7 separate regions of the Mus musculus genome follow, and regions 1, 2, 3, 4, 5 and 7 are each linked to region 6. The links are chromatin contacts, called in public Hi-C, HiChIP or PLAC-seq, Micro-C and promoter capture Hi-C maps. All regions are on one chromosome and are shown on one strand. The core of a region is the stretch at or near the end of the contact, and the rest is flanking DNA. Distances in the headings are between cores, read along the strand shown.

The links. Promoter capture Hi-C pulls out the DNA fragments that hold promoters and counts their contacts. A called contact is a pair of places that touch in the nucleus more often than the background predicts. HiChIP or PLAC-seq counts read pairs in DNA pulled down with a chosen protein or histone mark.
Region 1: a contact with region 6 is called in an H3K4me3 HiChIP or PLAC-seq map of stem cell-derived neural progenitor cells, with 3 times the contacts expected there. The contact joins the enhancer-like site here to the promoter of Sp8 in region 6. A contact is called at or near these places in 3 of 39 promoter capture datasets (embryonic stem cells, hippocampal neurons and liver) and 3 of 115 datasets of contacts at active chromatin or transcription factors (embryonic stem cells, large pre-B cells and stem cell-derived neural progenitor cells).
Region 2: a contact with region 6 is called in a Hi-C map of stem cell-derived neural stem cells, with 3 times the contacts expected there. The contact joins the enhancer-like site here to the promoter of Sp8 in region 6. A contact is called at or near these places in 6 of 39 promoter capture datasets (embryonic stem cells, hippocampal neurons, liver and 2 more), 3 of 15 datasets of contacts at CTCF or cohesin (embryonic stem cells, large pre-B cells and pro-B cells), 34 of 484 Hi-C or Micro-C datasets (B cells, LSK cells, adipose-derived mesenchymal stem cells and 22 more), 9 of 115 datasets of contacts at active chromatin or transcription factors (astrocytes, bone marrow-derived macrophages, embryonic forebrain and 5 more) and 4 of 9 other capture datasets (embryonic stem cells, embryonic tail, liver and 1 more).
Region 3: a contact with region 6 is called in an H3K4me3 HiChIP or PLAC-seq map of embryonic stem cells, with 5 times the contacts expected there. The contact joins the promoter of Rapgef5 here to the promoter of Sp8 in region 6. A contact is called at or near these places in 4 of 39 promoter capture datasets (embryonic stem cells, hippocampal neurons, liver and 1 more), 5 of 115 datasets of contacts at active chromatin or transcription factors (embryonic hindbrain, embryonic stem cells, pancreatic cancer cells and 1 more) and 3 of 9 other capture datasets (embryonic stem cells, embryonic tail and embryonic trunk).
Region 4: a contact with region 6 is called in a promoter capture Hi-C map of hippocampal neurons, with 4 times the contacts expected there. The contact joins the promoter of Tmem196 here to the promoter of Sp8 in region 6. A contact is called at or near these places in 6 of 39 promoter capture datasets (cranial neural crest, frontonasal cranial neural crest, hematopoietic stem and progenitor cells and 3 more) and 1 of 9 other capture datasets (adipose tissue).
Region 5: a promoter capture Hi-C map of liver shows a contact between it and region 6, with 3 times the contacts expected there. The contact joins the enhancer-like site here to the promoter of Sp8 in region 6. A contact is called at or near these places in 6 of 39 promoter capture datasets (embryonic stem cells, hippocampal neurons, liver and 2 more), 2 of 115 datasets of contacts at active chromatin or transcription factors (embryonic stem cells and stem cell-derived neural progenitor cells) and 1 of 9 other capture datasets (embryonic stem cells).
Region 7: a Micro-C map of embryonic stem cells shows a contact between it and region 6, with 8 times the contacts expected there. The contact joins the enhancer-like site here to the promoter of Sp8 in region 6. A contact is called at or near these places in 6 of 39 promoter capture datasets (embryonic stem cells, liver and pre-B cells), 1 of 15 datasets of contacts at CTCF or cohesin (embryonic stem cells), 14 of 484 Hi-C or Micro-C datasets (differentiating embryonic stem cells, embryonic stem cells and stem cell-derived epiblast-like cells), 8 of 115 datasets of contacts at active chromatin or transcription factors (embryonic stem cells, pancreatic cancer cells and stem cell-derived epiblast-like cells) and 1 of 9 other capture datasets (embryonic stem cells).

The regions. Positions count from the first base shown.
Region 1 is chr12:117,743,832-117,746,531 of GRCm38.p6, forward strand. It overlaps Rapgef5 (Rap guanine nucleotide exchange factor (GEF) 5), which reads left to right. Exons shown (of 26, transcript NM_001373989.1): 23 at 342-429. Among named protein-coding and RNA genes, the nearest start is that of Cdca7l, 99 kb to the right of the region's middle. Within about 2 kb of position 1,445, at least 30 of the 459 cell types and tissues checked have an H3K27ac peak or open chromatin away from gene starts, as enhancers often do.
Region 2 is chr12:117,388,592-117,391,291 of GRCm38.p6, forward strand. No RefSeq gene overlaps it. Among named protein-coding and RNA genes, the nearest start is that of Gm5441, 53 kb to the left of the region's middle. Within about 2 kb of position 1,395, at least 12 of the 459 cell types and tissues checked have an H3K27ac peak or open chromatin away from gene starts, as enhancers often do. A contact at or near this core is called in adipose-derived mesenchymal stem cells and stem cell-derived neural stem cells, where this site is marked.
Region 3 is chr12:117,532,580-117,535,279 of GRCm38.p6, forward strand. It overlaps Rapgef5 (Rap guanine nucleotide exchange factor (GEF) 5), which reads left to right and starts at 1,349. Exons shown (of 26, transcript NM_001373989.1): 1 at 1,349-1,654. The coding sequence starts at 1,439.
Region 4 is chr12:119,944,868-119,947,567 of GRCm38.p6, forward strand. It overlaps Tmem196 (transmembrane protein 196), which reads left to right and starts at 1,260. Exons shown (of 5, transcript NM_001294154.2): 1 at 1,260-1,753. The coding sequence starts at 1,607.
Region 5 is chr12:117,552,897-117,555,596 of GRCm38.p6, forward strand. The region is part of intron 1 of Rapgef5 (Rap guanine nucleotide exchange factor (GEF) 5); the gene reads left to right. Among named protein-coding and RNA genes, the nearest start is that of Rapgef5, 20 kb to the left of the region's middle. Within about 2 kb of position 1,350, at least 30 of the 459 cell types and tissues checked have an H3K27ac peak or open chromatin away from gene starts, as enhancers often do. A contact at or near this core is called in liver, where this site is marked.
Region 6 is chr12:118,845,861-118,848,560 of GRCm38.p6, forward strand. It overlaps Sp8 (trans-acting transcription factor 8), which reads left to right and starts at 1,373. Exons shown (of 2, transcript NM_001379379.1): 1 at 1,373-1,481; 2 at 2,519-2,700. The coding sequence starts at 1,461.
Region 7 is chr12:117,682,861-117,685,560 of GRCm38.p6, forward strand. The region is part of intron 9 of Rapgef5 (Rap guanine nucleotide exchange factor (GEF) 5); the gene reads left to right. Among named protein-coding and RNA genes, the nearest start is that of Rapgef5, 150 kb to the left of the region's middle. Within about 2 kb of position 1,306, at least 17 of the 459 cell types and tissues checked have an H3K27ac peak or open chromatin away from gene starts, as enhancers often do. A contact at or near this core is called in differentiating embryonic stem cells, embryonic stem cells and stem cell-derived epiblast-like cells, where this site is marked.

The sequences.
Region 1 (2,700 bases), core at 195-2,694, 1.1 Mb before region 6:
CTTGACAAAAGACTTTGAGGTTACCTCATGGTAGAAATTATGCAGAAGAAACTGTACTTGAAGAACCTATTTGAGGAGAATGATAAGGCAATCAAAAGGTGTCTGTCTCCTTTTGGTGTCGCCTCCCATTATCATAAACCAATAACTTGGATTCTGTGTATTGCCTAGATTTCCTACCCTAATTAGTGGGTTTATTCTCCAAGGAAACCTTTATCCACTTCATTCTTAGGAAGAATCTATCTGCGTCAAATCATGTTCGAATTGTACAGCAGACATAGATTGAGAATTGCTTCTACGGTACATTGATTTTTCTTTTTCTCTGTGATCTCCTTGGTTGGCAGGATCCTTCCCTAAACCACAAAGCCTACAGGGATGCGTTCAAAAAGATGAAGCCACCAAAAATCCCTTTCATGCCCTTACTGCTTAAAGGTAATGATTTCCCATCTGTTATGGTATGTGATGCCATCTTCTAGAAATGTTTCCTGTCTAACTACAGCAGAGAAGTAACAGGACTCTCACTTAATATCTTATAGTAGCCTCAACCTTCATACTTCCATATTAGCATGGAATTGTTATTCAAATGCCCAGTTGGTTTTTTTTTTTTTAATGTCTGGAATGCTTACTTGTACTTGAGCAGTGTCAAAGCACTGTCACCAGAAACTTGAGTGTTTAAATTGCTTTGTTTCTAAGCCCTGTATTATTTTCTTTAATACCATAAAACACTTAAGCAAGAATAAAGCTATGTAAAGAGCCCAGAGAGAAAGCAGTGTCTGCATCCAAGTTTCAGAAATGTCAGCACACGGTGTACTGTGTGTGAGAGATCCTGTCGTTCAACAGGATGTATGCATCAGAGGAAAATTGCTGCTCGAGAGTATTTGTTCTGTCTCTGAGAAGTGGGACCTAGCTGGTGTTGACAGCCCAACCTTGACCACCGAGCTCTTTTCTGCCGAGCACACACAAGTCATGTGACCTGTCAATTCCACTTGCTGACAGCTGAGTGATCTGTCGGCCAGCATCAGTGGGAGGGAAGTCTATAGAATCTGGCCTGAACTCCTGACCTTCTGTGCTCCCCAGGGAAAGGGAATGGGGAGAATTTTCCTTGGCCACATTTTAATTGTTTCAAGAGGTTTTTATAGAAATACACCTTCATCTGCCCTCTGCCTCTCAGAGATACTGCATGCACAATCAGGCCCCATTGACTGGCCTCATAAGTGATTCTGGAAAGGAGTCCCTTTGCTGACTGGCCTGGCCATCATCCTCTGCTCCCCCACTTCCGTCCTGGTTAAGCTGCCACTCCCTCTTCTGCTGGTCCTGGAGGACTGAGATGTCGGTGCCTCTATGAGTACAACATTAGTCTTCATTGTGAAGCTAGAATTGCTGTGGAACAGGGAAGCAGCATTTGGATAACTGCACTAAACCTCCAACTGTTAAAGCCTTTCTTCTCATGCAGCCTCTGCCCCTCTGTCATTTCCTCAGCTTCCTGTTCACCAGTCCCTTGTGTACTAAAGCTTCCTGCAGCCACACTAGCATTAGACAAACATGTGCACACACACCACATATACTAACACATATATACCTCATACACACACTCAGTCACACTCACACACTTACCCAAACACACTCATACACTTACACTCACTTATACCCACTCACACACTCACAAACTCATAAACACATTCACATACACTCAAACATACATACTCGCACACGCACACACACTTACATACACCCACATATTCATTCACACACACACACATCCACACACACACTTACATATACATACATGCACATATACTCATACACACTCATATACTCATACACACTCACACACATGCACACACTCACATACATATACCTACACACTCACAAACATACACACACACACATATATGTACATATATACTCATACACACTCACATACTCATAAACATACACTCATATGCACACACAGTCATACACATTTACTTACACACTGACATTTACACACACACTGACAAACATACTAACACACACCTATACACTCAGACACTCACATATACACACACACATATACATACACTTACATGTACTCACACATTCACATAATAATAAACATACACTCACATATACATACACACACTCACACATTCACTTACACACTGACATTTACACACACACACCTTAGTAGAGCAACCATCCCACCTGCTGCCATCAGTTAGTCCTCAGAGAGCTTAAGGGGAGAGATTGAAGCAAGTAGGAAGACATGCAGGAAAGAATGTGGGGAACAGTTACAAGTTGCAGGGGCACCATGTGTGGCAGAAGCTAAGCAGGCCGACTCTAACTGGAAGCAAGAGACCTAAGGGTTTTCATAGCCTGAGGTCCATGTCTGAAGGATCCACCCTCCCTGCAACTGATTCCTACGCCGTCACAACAGCATAAGTATGGCTTAGCTGTGACTGTCTCTTGAGCCCTAGTTTCTCTGTAGCCACCTTAGAAAGCCTTTGTGAGGACAAAATGGATAGATTCAGGTAAAACACTTGAAGATATGCCTGAAAATACTGTCACTGGACATCACCATACTTGGGAGCACAGAAGAGAGGACATACCAGCTGCTAAAAGGAGCCTGTGATTTGAAGTTCTCTGTGAGGCCAAGCTTCTAGGCTTTATTAATGGTAGCCAAGGGAGTGCAGAGTTTAGCTTGCTGTGTACAAAGTGTAAAAG
Region 2 (2,700 bases), core at 145-2,644, 1.5 Mb before region 6:
CTGAGAGGCCAGGTATTGCCCGACTTGGTTCATGTTTATGCCTAACATCCATGTGTCGTTCCTCCCTAGACAGTCCAAACTGCATCTTTGTTGGCTACTCATTGACTTAACACACATCCATTACCTACCATCCTGCCTCTATTATGGCTTATACTGATTGTGCCCACCTTGTCTCTGTTCCATAAGGAGTACCACCTAACCTTACCACACCAGAATTAGGTTATTTTTCATGAGACCAGAAGCCCCAGTTCCATCATACGGCTCCACAAAGGGCCCTGTGCAGCTGGCTCATTCCCAGCATGTATTTCAAAGCTTTTATGCATGACAGTTGTTTTAGGATGGTTTTCATGTTGACAGTTACAGAAGCACAATATGAAACTTCCAGAATGATCCTTGTCCTCCCACCCCCCCCCCCCCCCGCCACCACCACCAGAGGAATCCACTGAATGGAAGCTCAGCACTGTATGAACCCATTACGACACACGGAGGTATATGGAGATGTTTGAGGGATGCTAAGGGGGTTGAAAAGCTACACAGTCAGTTTATTTTTCCATTCCTATTTGTCACAGCTGTATCTAATGGGAACGTCCTGAAGCCAGAACCACTGCTTGACAAAGATCCAGCAAAGCTGAGCCCAGTGACACAATTGCTGTTGAGTGGTCTTCCACTTTCGGTCTTGAGCTCCACCTGTTGCATGCTTTTAATACTTGTACAACGTGGGGTACCAGATTGATGGAAAGTCTCTTATGAATCATGCCTTCTCCCAGGACTACTGCTTCTAAGCTTCCCCAGGAAAGCCCTGAGCGTACGACCCCTCCCACTTTTAGGGAGATATTCTTAGCAGGCCTTACCTGAAGGTTTTAATTACGCCCTGGAGGTTGTAATTCAAAATAAAGATGCCAAAGATTTCCTTAGGAGGCTCTGACTCCAAGATACTCTCAAAACTTCTGAACCTGAAATTAGGAACAAGATAATCAGGACAAAGTAAACTTTAAAAAGTAGACAAGATTCGGCAGGCTAGAGGGGCTGGCAGCAGATCAGATTAAAAGCCTCTTCTTACTATACACTCTGACCACTAAGAGTTAATAACACACTGCTTGGGACATGGCAATCTGCCCAGGCTGGCTTGGAGATTTTCTTTCTATCTAGTGCCCTTGAAACCACAGGATTGTTAAATATTGGCTTGTGGGGTTGATGAGGGAAAGTGATTGTAAAAGATAAACCTGTTCCATCGCTGTATATCAATGATGACTAAACTTATGACCAAGAAGAAGCTAAAGCATGTCTCCAGGGACAAAGATGATATGATGGATATTTCTGGAACAACAGAAATCTGGCTCTGCCTACTGAGCTCTGTATAAATAAAGAAGCATTCTGGGTGCCGGTCGGTCACTCGGAGTGATGCAAGATGTCTGACTCACTCCCCTTTGCCCAGTCCTTATCTCCTCTGTGGGACCTGACCATTACCAGGGCTGGCCCCCAAGCACCTATTCCCTTGAGCCTTTGCAGGGAGGTTCAGTCTGACTCTAAGTTGCTGTGATGGGCAGAACAGCTGCTGTGGAATGATGGCCGCTAGTCAGCTGGCTGTAAGGTGATTATCCTGGAAGATGCAGGTGGTCCCAATATAATCACAGCCCTTTAAACAGAGAAGATGGAGGTGAGAGGACAAATCTTTTAAGTTCAGTCTTCACTTGGAGAACCTGACCTAAGTTTGAACGCAGTTAAACTATCAGTCTGACACCTATCATTGGTTTCCAAGTTGCCCTCCAACAAAACCCAAGCTTAGCTCCAGTCTCTAGGCTAATCCCCAACAAGACCAGCATCTCCAGGTTACACCCTCAACAAGACCAGCATCTCCAGGTTACACCCTCAACAAGACCAGTGTCTCCAGGTAATTCCCCTAACAAACTTGCAGCTCCGGGTTACAAGCCCACCCCCTGCCTAACGACTACCAATGCAGAGGTGAGCAGAAATTAAGTTTATGATATGGTTCCCAGCACCAGCCAATTGTGTTAAAGGCCACAATAGCTTTCCAATGAGATGCTTGCACACCTACCTCCTGCTTGCTGCTTACTATAAAGCCTTGCCCTTATAGATATTCGGGGCTCCCCCATCTCCAAAACAGTCCTGTGTGATGGTGGTGCACTGAGGGGCCTGAGCTAGCTCGAATAGAATAAAGACCCTGCTGAGCGTTGCATCGGATCAGCTCCTGTCTGGTTTTTTTTTTTTTTTTTTTTTTGGTGGGGGGATCACTACCCTTCCCTGGCACTACAACGAGAGGAGAGTCAGAACCAATGTATTGTCACACTACAAGATCCAGTCATACCTACTGTCAAGCTCAGGTTTTAAATCAATGCCATAGCCGGACTTTAGGGTTCACATATCAGACTTTAGGGTTCACATATCAGATTCCAAATCTCGCTTTTTCCCATGAAAATAAATTTTGTCTTAGGAAGTTTTAGTGAGTTACTGACATGTGTTTAACAGTCAGCGCTACTAAAAAAATAAATAAATAAAAAATAAATTCCTGCTGATTGGCTGGTCTCTAACTTGGGAATGCTCTCACCATGGCTCATTTCCAGCTATCAAAGAGGATCGTGGAATTTGGGGTAACCTAAATCTGTTCTGAGACCATGGTCACTCAGAATGGCTGCAGAATAAACTCTCTTATTCCCTTTAAGATGACAGGTGTGGCTTTTT
Region 3 (2,700 bases), core at 99-2,598, 1.3 Mb before region 6:
TCAAGAGACTGATGTTAGAGATACAGATGTAGAGTTTCATTCTTGGATAAATCTGCATCACAGACATTTGGAAACCATAACAGACTATAGAGCTCATTACTGACTCCTTCTCAATAAATGTACATAGGTTAAGGGGACAAAATGTAAGTCTTCTGCAGTAAGCGGACAACACAAATTCTATTTCCCCCGACTTCTTCATTATGACATCACCCTTCTCTAACAGGACATAGCCTCCAGGTCCAAAGGCTCCCTCTGGCCCTATGTGAGCCACCTAAGAGTTTGAAATCACAATTTCAAATCTCCTTGAAGGGCTCTAAGCTTTAAGACATTGTGTAAATTTCTTGGCCTGGCTTAGGTTGCTCTTCCCAGGAGGTTTTAGTATTTACATTCACTTGATAATTAGCAAGAGTTTAGGGACTACCTGATTTCCTCTTAGTATTTATCTACATCAGGCTGAATTTCCCTTTTCTTAAGGGCAAGATCTCCACTCTCCCTACTCGGCCACATTTCCCGTGTGCACTTGGCCAAACATCTGCTGTGTGAGATAGTAACCTTGTCAAGGATCCTTACTTGTCATTTTAAAGGTTTTTCAGATCTTTGGCGGTCATAGGTAAAGAGTGGGTCTCAGCGTCCTAGTGCTGAGGGGTTAAAGGCCTTGTTGAAGATTCACAACCCCTTGGAGTTGAAGGCCTTCCTGGAATGGTTTCCACTGAGCACTCCACAATTCCTACCTCCTGGAATTGTATAAGCAGTGATTCATGCTGCGCTAAGCCTTTACAGTTTACCAAGCACATTCACCAGACACAGAAGGCTTCCAGGGAGGTCAGGTTCCAACATGTCAACAGAGATTCATCTTCGGGCCACCAGACTTGCACCTATTTTACTAAGCACCCATCAAACCCAACTAGTTTTCTCCGCTCCCCCTTTTATGAGGAGCGCGCCTACCGACCACTGAGTGGGCAATGTTGTCCCAAGAAACCAATTCTGAACATTTTCTAGGATACCGACTGTGCTGTGGGGCTAGGCTAAGCGCCGGAGGGAGGAAGACCTCTGAGCCTTCTGGGTCGCAGTCCAGGCCACTCCTGGCTGGAGCAAAGGGACTTTTTAGACTCGGGGGAATGGGTCCGGGAGGAGGTTTTTGGGAATGGCGCACCTATGCAGGCTCAGAGCACTCGCCGCTCCAGGGCCCCTTCCGCGGGCGGTGGGAGTGTCTCAGCCGTCCGGAGGTGAGCGGCGGGGCGGGGCGGGGAGCACCTGGGCGGGGCCGGGGCGGTGCGCGGGGCCGAGGCTCCCAGCCGGGCGCGCGCCAATGGGCAGCGGCTGGCAGCGCGTCCCGCGCCTGAGCCGCAGTCGCGCCCTCTCGCTGCCTGGCGAAGGCGCGGAGGCGAGCGCGGAGGAGAGCAGCCGCGGGCGCCGCCGCAACCGTCAGGGCATCAGGATGGCGGTGGGCTCTGTCAAGATGCAGCCGCCTTGCGAGAGTCCGGCCCTGGCCTCGGCGGCCCCGGCCGATGGCCCTCTGCGCCGCAGCCCGAGCGCCCGGGAGCCGGAGCGCGAGCCGCCCGCCGCGTCTCTGCGGCCGCGCCTCAGGGACCTGCCTGCGCTGCTGCGGAGCGGGCTCACGCTGCGGAGGAAGCGGAGCGCCGCCGGCGCCCGGGTGAGTGGCCCGGGCGCGCACGTGGAGCCCTCGACTGCCCCGCGGGCCCGCCACGCCGTGGCTGGAAGTTGGGGAGGTGGCGGGACTCCGCTGGAGCGGGGCCTGGGACGTCGGGGTTAGGGGGCGCCCCTCGGGCTGCGACGGCCACCCTTCCCCCTAGATGCACCTGAGCGCACCCGGGCGCCGGGGCATCGCAGGAAGAAGGGCTGTTTGCTGCTTTCTGTGGGGAAGCTGCAGGTGTCCGGTGACTGAGTCAACCAGCCCCGTCTCACAGAAAGTCTTAGGCCTCCCGCAGGTCCTGTTTGCAGGTGGCCTGCGACGTGCGTGCTTGTTTTGGAAGACTCAGCAGTGTCTGGGCGTCGGGACTGCCCTGGCAGCCGCCACTGCTGAGGGGGAGACTTAGGAGTTGGAAGAGCTTGGGTGAGCTGCTAGCGCTGGGAGCACTCAGTACTCCGGGACGCCCCCTAGAGCGGGAGAGGGTCGGACCCCCGGGAATCTCAAATATCGACTTTCTGATGGTGTGTTCAGATATGACTTCCTGGTGAAGGAGCATTCCTTGTGTTGTAAGTGCATCTCACGACCTGAGCAGGCCAGACATGTTTTTTATGTTAAAAGGAGGGCCTGCTTGTCATCCTGGTGATCCTCAAGCCACTCAAGAAAGCCCCAGTAAGCTCTCACTGACTTCCTTCCTACTCAGCAGAGCTTGGGAATACCTTGGTACATCCTACTCATACTTTTTTTAAAAATTATTTTTTGATTATTATGTAGTATTTACTGAAAAATCGTAACAATGGTGTGATTTTTTTTTTTTTTGACTAGAAGTCTTAGTTATATGTCATGAAAGGAGACAGTAGTTGGAGACTCACAGCTCCTGTGATGTTATTGGCTTGCGGAAACCTAAGGGCTGAGGAAGCATTTGTTCTGTCGTGGCTTCCTATAGATGGGCAAGGATCTGAATTGCTACAGTTCTTGTTCTCCAGGCTGTGTTTTCCCTTTCCTAGGTATTTTCTTCTTCGGTGCTACCTTAAAGGATTGTTCTTAGGATT
Region 4 (2,700 bases), core at 10-2,509, 1.1 Mb after region 6:
TGCCCTCATATTGTGGTCCCCTTTGTCTATATTTCCCTTCAACGCATCTCTAACTGAAGAATAAGTTCTTGAGAAAGATGGTTGATGAATCCATAACTCAGAACTCATCCAGAAAATTTTCAGTAGAACACCTTGAGATGTTTCCTGGGGGGGGGGGGGGGATCAGTAAAATATAAGCAATTCCACTATATCTAGGCTCCCAAAATTCACCAGAAAGAGCAACAAAATCACACAGCCCACGCTTGAGTCCCTGCCATAATGATTCAGAATTGAAGATGGTCAAAATCAGTTTTGTACTAGGTCAGACTTTTTCTCTGTTTATAAGTAATGCTTGTTCTGGTGTAGTACTTAAGTGTATGTATCTCAACTGAAATGAGATAACAACACAGGGTCTCTGTAAGCTGCTTCTGACTATGCCTCTCAGGTATGTAGCTATCAAGGAAAATATGCCTCCAGCAGACAGCTTCTTCCCTCTAGGATAAGAAGGTACAAAGTAGTGATAGCAGAATGGACCCTCTCTCTTAAAGAGCAGGCTCCAGTCTGGGCTCACTGATATAAATGAGTCCTCCAATGAGGGTCCGCTCAAATCTTTGTATAATCAGGGGTCTGGCTTCTTTCTATTTCCGTGCACTTGGTTTTCCTTTGCTCCTGAACCAGAGAAAAGTACATGTAGAGGAAAGTTTTGCATAGAATGAGCCTATATTGATATAAGGACCAGGCATAGCCACCCCTCCTGTCTGAGGCAGAAACCCAAGAGGAATTGAGTAGAGGAGTAACGAGTTTAGGATACTTAGGTTGGGTGCAGGGGCGGGGCGAATCAGAGGTCAGCCAAGAGTATTGGTCCTAGACCCACAAATACATCAGGATTCTCCCTCCTCCGTTAGCCTCCTAAACCCCAATGAGGTCATAGCAATGAGAGAGAATCAGATTCAAGAGAGGGGGGAGGAAGAGGACAACAACGGGGGAAAAAAATCCAGACGGAAAGAGGCCATCAGACAAGGTCGCTTTTTCTGGCGACACAGCAAGTGCTAGGAACGTGGTGCTGAATACCATCCACCCGCTCTGCCTAGAGACCTAGAGACTCACAGAAGCACTTTGCGCAGACAGGAAAACAAAGGAGGGAAGGCGAGAGGACAGGCGGAGAGGAGTTGTAAGCAGCTCCCCTTTATTACTAGGAAATCAAGCTTGGTTCCTCCGCCAGGAAGAAGGGAGCCAGAGAGGTGCGGAAGGCTCCTGGGGGCGCAGAGCAGAGACACGGCAGAACTCTGGACTGCGCCTCCGACACTGGCAAGGCTTCCGATCCAGAGTCCGTTCTCCAGAGCCTGGCTCCTCAATAAAAGCTTCTGGACTCCCACCCATCGCTCAACAGTCCCTGTGTGAACCCGCCACGGGCTGGATTAGCTGTCTTCTCTGGCCAGGCCCACGGAAATGGTTCTCTGGTTCTGAAAATCCAGACCTTGTGGATAATGTTTTGCTGGTGAAGAAAGAAAAGTTTGAGGAGCTGGACTGTGGTAGGGGGCGGAAGGGGCTGAGGAGGACTTTGGAAGAAAGAAGGTAGATGATCAGCTTTCATCTCTGAGCTGGAAGGAATGATGACCCAAGGAGAATGTGCACCAGCGGCCAGATCATTGGGAGCCTTTTGGTGCTCTCTGTGCTGGAGATAGGGCTGGGGGTGTCCAGCGTGGCCGTGGGGGCGGTCAGCTTCAGCCTGGCTCTCCGAGAGCACACGCCGCAGCTCGGAGACTCGTCCCCGGTATGGAGCGGGGTGTGTGTACGTTGAGCCATTTCACTCTCTCTTTACCTCTTTTCGGGGATGGTCAGTGTGTGCGTGCCTTAGTCACTGTCTCCTGGGAAAACAATATTATAATACTCCTCTGCCTGTAGGTTCCAATTGACAAGCTCTGCTGGTTTATATTGTCTTTTTGTGTATTAGGGAAGCTTTTTTCCTCTTCACTGGATTTAAAACTAAAATGAATGGCTTTATTTAAACTTGAGGGGAGGAGGGTCAGTTTGAGGATTCTGCAAGACTGACCAGTGTTAGTCTTTACAGGGTTACACCTGACAAGGGCAAACTCACTTGTTTATGTCTTTTACTGAAAATGTTACATCATTTTATTGTACAAAGAGCAAGCAAGGGGTAGTTATCTGTTTATATGTGGGCAGTATGCTCAAGGTGCACCGATGCAACAGTGATATGACCAAAATGGAAAGTGAGCTGAGCCTCTGAAAGGTCTGAGGAAAGATGAGCATTGTCTCAGAAAGCACTGCTTTCAATTTGCCTTGCTACCTTTCTCATACTCACTTCTGAATATTCTGTTGTAAGTTCAAGGCCACCAGTTAAACAAACAGCAGTAAGAAATGTAATGCCATCCTAATGGTAGAGTAACTCACTTTAAAGTGTGCTTATCTACTCAGAAAACAATATTGGGTTTTTTTTGGGGGGGGGGTTGTTTTGTTTTGTTTTGTTTCAGGTCAGGGGCAGACCTAACAAACATTTTGTTTGCTCATGTAGGAAGAATTGCAAGGAAGCCACCAAAATCAATAAAATAACTACCTGATAATGAAAAGGCGCTCTCTCTCTCTCTCTCTCTCTCTCTCTCTCTCTCTCGTGTGTGTGTGTGTGTGTGTGTGTGTGTGTGTGTGTGTGTGTGTGTGTAGTGTGTGTGTGTGTGTGTGTGTGTGTGTGTGTGTGTGTGTTGA
Region 5 (2,700 bases), core at 100-2,599, 1.3 Mb before region 6:
TTAAACATCAAAACCAATAGAGACTTGCACATGACTTTTACTTTGGTCTCTACTTGAATTAACTGGTTCATATTTCATTGGCCAGAGCAACTTTCATGGTGTTATTCATTGAGACACTGGGAGTGTCATCCTTTCAGAGACCATGAAGCAGAAGAAAAGCAAAATATTAGTATTATCTCTCTCACTTGGAGCTGAAAATATAGAAATGAGTAAGGCGTGAATCCGGTCCTCGGTGGCTCAAAGCCCTGAACAGAGAAACGTTGATAGTTCTATGTCTGTTTTGCAAAAAGGTGCATGTTACACAATAGATAATAATCACCCTAGTGAGAAGACAGAGTACCTTGAGAGCTCGGGAACCTACCTCTTTGTAATCGGCAGTAAAACTGTAGTGTGGAGGAGAAATGAGAAAGAGCTTGGTCTATTAGAGAGAGGGTCTAGGTCTGTGTCACTGGTGAGGGTGGGGTGTGACTTGTTTATATACATCTAACACTTAAAATAGGAACTTGTGATAGACTCTAAGAAATAGGCTTACTTGTTCTTTGAGACCTGGAGGCAGAGAAGCAGCCTACCAGCCTGAGAACCGATCTGCTAGCACATGAAGTGTACCGCACTCACTATTGTTTTGAGGAAGCCTTGCTAAAAATACTTTACTGAGCAATTACGCTACTGACAGTTCTTTGATCTGAAAAATTAGACTTGCTGTTGCACTATGAAGAGAACAAAGCCACTTGTAAAATAGCAATCAAAGTTAGTTATTAGGCAACGCAGGTTGCGGAGACAGCTCTCTGGCTTGCTCAGTGTCTGACTTACTTTACACTGGGATGGAGGTGAGAACTTTTTTGGAGAATGTACTTTATAAACAAAGGAGACGGTGTCTCCTTTGGGTCAAATGCAGCCATACTCTTGTCTTATTGCACTGCTGTCCTCCTGCTGTCCTTCTTGCCAATCATGCTGGGCATGCTCCCACTCCAAGGCCTTTGTTCAGTGCCTACCTCTCTTACTTCACTAGCTATGGGTTGCCCAAATGTCATTCTTCAATGGAAAATGCCAGGCTTCTTGGCCACCCTGTTTAAGATTGTCTTCTCGCTCTTGCCATATCTGATGCCTATGGCACCTTCATGTGTAAGCAATGAAGGCTTAGTTTCCTTCTTTCCTTTAGCCCCCCTCAATTGTCTTCCACCAGCTCGTATAACTTCACTCTGCACCATCAAAATAAAGCTGCTCTTCACAATGCAGTCGATTTTGTGATAGAGTAAATTTAGTTTTATAAATAAGTTCCCTCCTTGTCCTCACACTGCACCTGCCCAGGGCCAGCCAGCCTTCTCTTCCGGGTTGATAAGTCCAGTTGATAAGATCACTGTGCACTTTGTGGCTGACCCCTCTCCCCTATCATCTTGAATTGATAAGAACAATCAATTCTATTCTTTCAACACCAATACGTATGTCCCCACCAACCCTCCTCTCCTGTGTTTCTCAGGTGACTAGTCTGTTCCGGGGGCCTGGTGAATTGGAGACTCTTCTGTGTGCACACTTTCTTCTTTATACTTGGATCTAGGGTGAGGCAGTTAGAGGAAGTCTTGATTTCAAACATGAGAAACTGAAAATCACGGAAGAATGTTGTGATGTGTGCAGGTCAGCTTCAGAGTGATTGGAAGGCTGTCAACAGGGTTCAAAGAGGCAGGAACAAAGTCAGTTTCTAGGGAAAAGGATAGATATGGTGATGCCCAACACTAACAGTGGAACCAGCCAGCACTCACCAGCTCAATGACTGTGAACTGTGCTTGACTGCTCTGTGCTTCCAAAGACAGCCTTGAGTAACAATTGAGTGCTAGTGTTTGTAGAAAGTATTAGAACAGTGATTGGGAAAGAACAAGCAATAGATCAGAGTGTAGTCAGTACACATTGCTCAGTGATCTTGTGTCCATACAGTTGGCCCTTGGTTTAGGATGGCTTAACTTAAAAGAGGTTTTCACCTACCGATCATGTGAGAGTGAAACCACATTCAGCAGAGAGCAAAGTTCATATTCTGACTGTGGCTCTTTTCCTGGGCTAGCAGTGCAGTGTTGAAACTTTCTCACTGCAGGGTTCCAGTGTCACAGCACTCAATTATCCATGTGATCAGATAGGGAGTCAGCCCACACCTCTCAGCATACTGTGTGGCTGAGCTAGGATGATCAGAAGGTTAGGTACATTGAATGCAGCTTAGACATAGGATATTTTCACTGGATCTGGAGATCCATGGTGAGGAGCCCTGTATGTATGAACATTGCCAGTGCTACAGAGTACATGCCAAATGGCCCCTCACTGCAGGTATACCCACATGTCTGCTTTTCCCCACAATGGCTCCTTGGATCTTTTTGTTCAAGGATTTTGGTTGAGTTCTTCATGATCTCTAGAGGTGGGCTCTAATTTTCTTCTACTACTATATCAGTTAGCTTTCTATTGCTGTGATAATACTACAACCAAAAGCAGTTTGGGGAAGAAAAGTTTATTTTGCTTACAGTTTATAACCCATCATTGAGGGAAGCCAGCAAAGTGTTCGAGGCAAGAACCTGGAGGCAGGAACTGAAGCATTAGCTCTGGAGGAGTGCTGCCTGCTGGATTGCTCACCATGGCTACCCTTCTTGTAAAGCTCGGGACCACCTGCCTAGGGATATTTCTGCCAGCAGTGGCCTGAGACCTTCCATATCTACCAGTCAT
Region 6 (2,700 bases), core at 123-2,622:
AAAATGCATGAATATTCAACAAGACTCCAAGGACTAGATTTTCTCCTTTCATACTGGTACTGGCCTTTTTGTGGCTTAAGAATTTCTGTTGTGGTGACCACAGAATTGTAATGACATTTCTGAAGGCAACTAATAATAAAAATAGCAAGTAAGTGACTAAAACGCAGAGAATTTGAAGTAAATGCGCATGATGACTCGAACGCACTGGTAGATGGCTTGCTCAAACCATAGATGCTCCTATAAATGCAGCCCGAAAAGCTCACCTCCATTCTTACATAAATAGTACCAACAGATTTCAGTCATTCTGATTTTTCTGTCAGAAAGGCACAGTGGGGTTACCTGAGAAAACTTATAAACTGGGTAAAATGCTCCTCAATTTCTCATCCAATGGGAGAAAAACACACCCCCTCTTACTCCTCTTTCCATCTAATCCTTTTGTAATTTTACTGCATGCCAAGGGGCAAACACACCTCCTCCAGGACGTGCACTTCCAAAGCTTGAATCCCACCTCTGGTAGAGGGTAAGGGCGGCCAGATCTAAGTAAGGACTCAAAGGCGCAGGCGCACACTTGCACCATATCACTACCCCCTTTCCAATCTTTCTATTTGACCGAAACATCAGGAAATGGAAGGTAAGTATCAAGATTTTCTTCAAAACTATACTGAAAGAGTCCAGGAAGCTGGGGGGGGGGGGTCACTCCTTTTTTTATGTTCAAAGGGCAGAGGAAGTTAGTAACTTGAAGATAGGACTTGGGGCGTTTATTTACTGGCCTCACTCAACTTCGCAGTTTCTCTATCCAGACCGCCAATCTCTTAGGCACGTACACTTTATTGTATTGTTTCGGTTCCCTACCCCTAGCTTTGGTGCTCGCGCGCACGCACACGTCGGTCTTCCCTCTCGATCGCGCGCACCCACTCTCCACCTACACCAAACGGGTGCACGCCTCTCCACACCCGGGATTGAACGTACTGTCGCTCCTGACTCCCTACGGTAGAAGGACTCAGTTACCTTACACACTTTCCAGCTCTGTCCCTGACCCCTTTTGTCACACACGTAGTTACTCGGCCCGCTCTCGGTGGTTGTACGACCACTCTCTGCCCTTGCTAGGTCACGGTTTTTGCGACCCTGCCCAGTTACCCCTCCGCTTTCTACACTGCTCTCTCCGAGGTGGGTCACACTCGCGATCATTTTTCACGCGCGCGCACACGCACACTCTGCGACACTCGCACCCCCACACTCCCGCCGGCGCCGATGACCTCACGGCGCGCGCGCCGCGCGGCCCGGCGAGGCCACAGATTGGCTGGCCGCGCCTCCGCGGCACTTCAAAGCCGGAGAGGGAGCTACAATTGTGGCGGAATGGGCGGAACTGATCATTGTATTGCACACCTCTAAAAAAAACACTGCCTCTGATTTATCAATATAAAAAAGATCCTCTGAGAGGAGGAGGGCGCTTCTGTGTGATGGCAACTTCACTTCTAGGGGTGAGTCTCAGGATCTTCTCTTGCTGGTTTAATTAGTTTCCTTTTATTGCCTATCGGAGGGGGTTAAAGTCGCCCCGGCCAGGCCACGGGCTATCAGTCTCTCTATTGAGAGCCACCACCACCCCCCTAAATACAAGTGAGTTTAGAAAAAAGAAAGGGGGGGGGGAGGAGGCAGAGCCACTTTTTTTTTTTTCAGCACAGGAAAGGTTCGTAGGGCATTGAGACCCGCCACCTCGCAGAGCCTGGCCGCTCCCTGCTCGGGAGAACTGAGCATAGCCCCTAATACACTCGACGATTTCGAAGGGGAACGCGAGTAAGTTTTTCCCTCCTGGGCATACTGCAGATTCTCCCCCTTCCCCTTAATATTTTTCCTCAGCCCGGTTTGTATTGCAGGTACGTTGAGCTCGTCTTATTTCTACCATTATAGAGAGATATATATTGAGAGAGAGAGATGAAGGGGGTGGAGAGAGAGAGAGAGAGAGAGAGAGAGAGAGAGAGAGAGAGAGAGAGAAGAAAAAAATGGAAGAGCGAGTAATGGAAGAGCCGGGGAGAAGCAACTAAGGATGGGTTGAGGGGGATCTGAAAAGAGTTTTCAAAGCTCTCTTGGGATTGCAGTGTAGTGATCTTAAACGCAATCCAGAAATTTCCCCAGGTTGTAAGGTAAAAAGGAAACTTCTCCCTCCCTAGTCTGGATTTGGACTTTCTGTTCGTTTGATCGAAAGCGTCTAGGGCTTTGTGAACACAAGAGTGCCGTCTTAGTTGAGAATTCTTGTTAAACTCTTCTTTAGCGTGGCGCTTTGCTCCAGAATCAGACGCTCGCCGCCAAACTTGTCCCCTCCTGTAGAGTAGGAGGCAGCCGGGCGCCGGGGCAGCTGGGGGTGCAGGGTAAGTTGGTGGCAGTGTGCAGCAGCTAGAGATGGGGAGCAGTGGGGCGTCTGGAGGCTACCAGGGGACTAATACACATTTCTTTCCTCCCTCCCCCACCGGCCCTTTGCCCACTACCCCTCCCCCACCCTTCTTCTCTGCTCCGGTCTCAGGAAGAACCGAGGTTGGGATCCACTCCTCTGGCCATGCTTGCTGCTACCTGTAATAAGATCGGCAGCCCCAGCCCGTCTCCCTCCTCCCTGTCGGACAGCTCTTCTTCCTTCGGTAAAGGCTTCCACCCTTGGAAACGCTCCTCGTCTTCCTCCTCCGGCAGCTGCAACGTAGTGGGTTCCAG
Region 7 (2,700 bases), core at 56-2,555, 1.2 Mb before region 6:
GGCTTCTGCCTTCCCGTCATACTCATACGCCTCATGCCCCTCTATCACTGACAGGAATGCCTGACACTTAACACCTTACCAATAAGTGCTTTTTCTCCAAAACTCCATTGTGCCATCTCCTTTATCACTCTAGTTCCAGGGCAGCATGAGACCCTGTTAACCTCATCAGAGACCACCTCCAGGACCACCCCTGCAGGTGACTGAATTGGCCTCATTGCTGTTGTGTACGCATCTTGAGACTTCATGCTCTAGAAGGGGATCCTAGAGAAAGAGTTACAGGAAGGTACTCCGGGATTTGACCTTGGAAAGATCCCAAGGAAGTGAGGCTTTGCTCTGGATTACTGTCTAGAAACTAGGGTAATTCTGTGACTAAGTCTTATCCTCCCAACAGAGAATGCAGGCTAGGGCAAAGAAAGAGCAGCAGGTAGCAGACAGGCTTTGGGGGATTTTGTGGGTTGAACAATATTCATTCTTCATTCGGATATAATAACTAAAAGGCTGCATTTTTGTTTTGACCCGCTGTGATTATTTAGTGACATTGTCTGCTGTTGATTCCCTACAAAATCGTGTAGAACAGAACATTAAGGTCTGGTTGTAACTGCCAGCTCAGCTCCCATGTGTCAGGGTCTAAAATTGTGGCTTGGGGCAGCACAGGGCTTTTTCTTTCTTACTCAGCTGTCAAGGGCAGCACAGGGCTTTTTCTTTCTTACTCAGCTGTCAACACAGAATACTTTTGTGACCAGATATGTGTGAGGGGGTCCCCTACCAACCAGAAAAATGGTCAGTTCTGTAGTGATCTAAGCTCAACTACCCATAATTCAACTGTATATGACACTGTCTACCAGGGAGTAGCATCAGACCCTGTAGGCTGAGCCCCAAAGTTTGATGCCAATCAGGAGCTTCAGGCTGTTTTATCCATGCTTCTGATCTATTGGCTGTACATTGGCGTTTCCACAATCTACCCCTTTGGTTCCAGTCATTTTCTAAAGTGGCTTCAGAACCCAGGAGATACATTTACCAGTTTATTGTAAAGAATATTTTAAAGGACACAAATGAACAGCAAAGGCATATGTCCTAGGTACAACTGCTTTCTGTGCAGCTGGGATGCACTGCCTTCTGGACAGGTGGATGGACCCTCACTCACTTTCCCAGAAACCCTTGAACTCGGTCCTTCATACCGAGTTCCTTATGCATGCATAATTGATTAGGTCATTGGGCCTTGGTGACCACTAAAACCTTTAGGGATGAGGACAGGGGCAGTGAGCCCTCTGAGCAGGTGGTTGGTTTCCTTAGCAACCTGGCCTCCTATGGTGGGGTTATTTGGTGACTTTCCCCACTGTGACCTCATTAACATAAATTCCAGTTGGGCATGTGGAAAGGGATTTGTTTTAAATGAAAAAAGTTGCCTTCTTCCTTTGTAATTCTGGACCTGTTCAAGCTGCTTCAAGGGATCAAGGACAAGAGGCTAAAAGCTCAAACCAAAGACGCTTTTAGTGCACTAACCACTTAGGAAGTTGTCAGCATTGTAGTAAATCTGGAACCTAGGACCCAACCCAAAGTACTGGTGTCATTCAGGGGCCTCTGTCCCTCCCCTTAGTCTTCACTACTCAGAACTGTGGAGCCTTTGCTCCCTTGAATAAAGCCTATGCTGTTAGCCCATGTGGTTGATGGTCAGCAGCCCTCAGTTTTCACAATGGATCTGCCCCTTCAGACACTCTGTGATGAAGGGCTATTTTCCTGATGTGCCTGATCCCTGGGTCCTCTCCCCACCCTGGCTTCTGATAGCTCCCTGTGTATTCCTTACCCTGGATGGGCTTCATCAGTCACTCATTTCCGTTAAGGCTCCTAAGCACTTAGAGCAGCAAGAAAGTCATAAAACCACAAATGTCTTTTCTAGCCTCAGCAGTTCACAAAGCCGCCGGGCAGTCTTTCTCTTCATAACTGGTTCGTCCCCTGCTGCATCCCTGAGGCCACTTTTCCAGTAATGTCTTATTTAGGCTACCAACCTCACCACACACCCCTCCTCCAGAGGCTGCCTCAGTACCAGTGTACTAAGAAACCATTGCATATGATCTCTCCAGCTTGTTTCTGCTTCACTGAGCTGTCGGATTCTATCTGAAAGGAAGAGGACTCTGTTGTAGCCTGATCCTGCATTTGTGTTCTGTGTTCCTACTCAGCAAGGGCCACAGTGTCTTCAAGCTCCCCAGCCCTACACATTGAAAGTCTCAGGTTGCCCTGAGACTTCCACACCATCTCCCTCCTTTCCTTAACACTCCTCCGTCCCACTCCCCCTCCCTCCCTTCCCCCCTCCTCCCTTCCTTCCTCCTTTCTTCCCTCCCCCTCCCTTCCTCCTTCTTCCCTCCCTCCCTCTCTCTTCCTTCCCTCCCTCCCTCCCTCCCTCCCTCCCTCCCTCCCTCCCTCCCTCCCTTCCTTCCTCTTCTGCCTCCTCCCTCATCTGTGAATTAAATGTAAAGTTTCAGAGCTTTCTTTACCACTAAGCTATATCCCAGGCCCCCTTTCCAAGCTTCAGTCAGTGTTTTGGTCCTTGCCTCAGGTTGGCTTGAACATGTGATCCTCCTGCCTTAGCTTCCAGAGCACCTGGGCTATGGCTCCTCCTTCTTACCTCTTGCCCCAAAGTGATGCCAGCAGATCTTTTCTTAGGCTTGTCAGTTTGAACATCAATGGGGCAGGCTCTTCCCT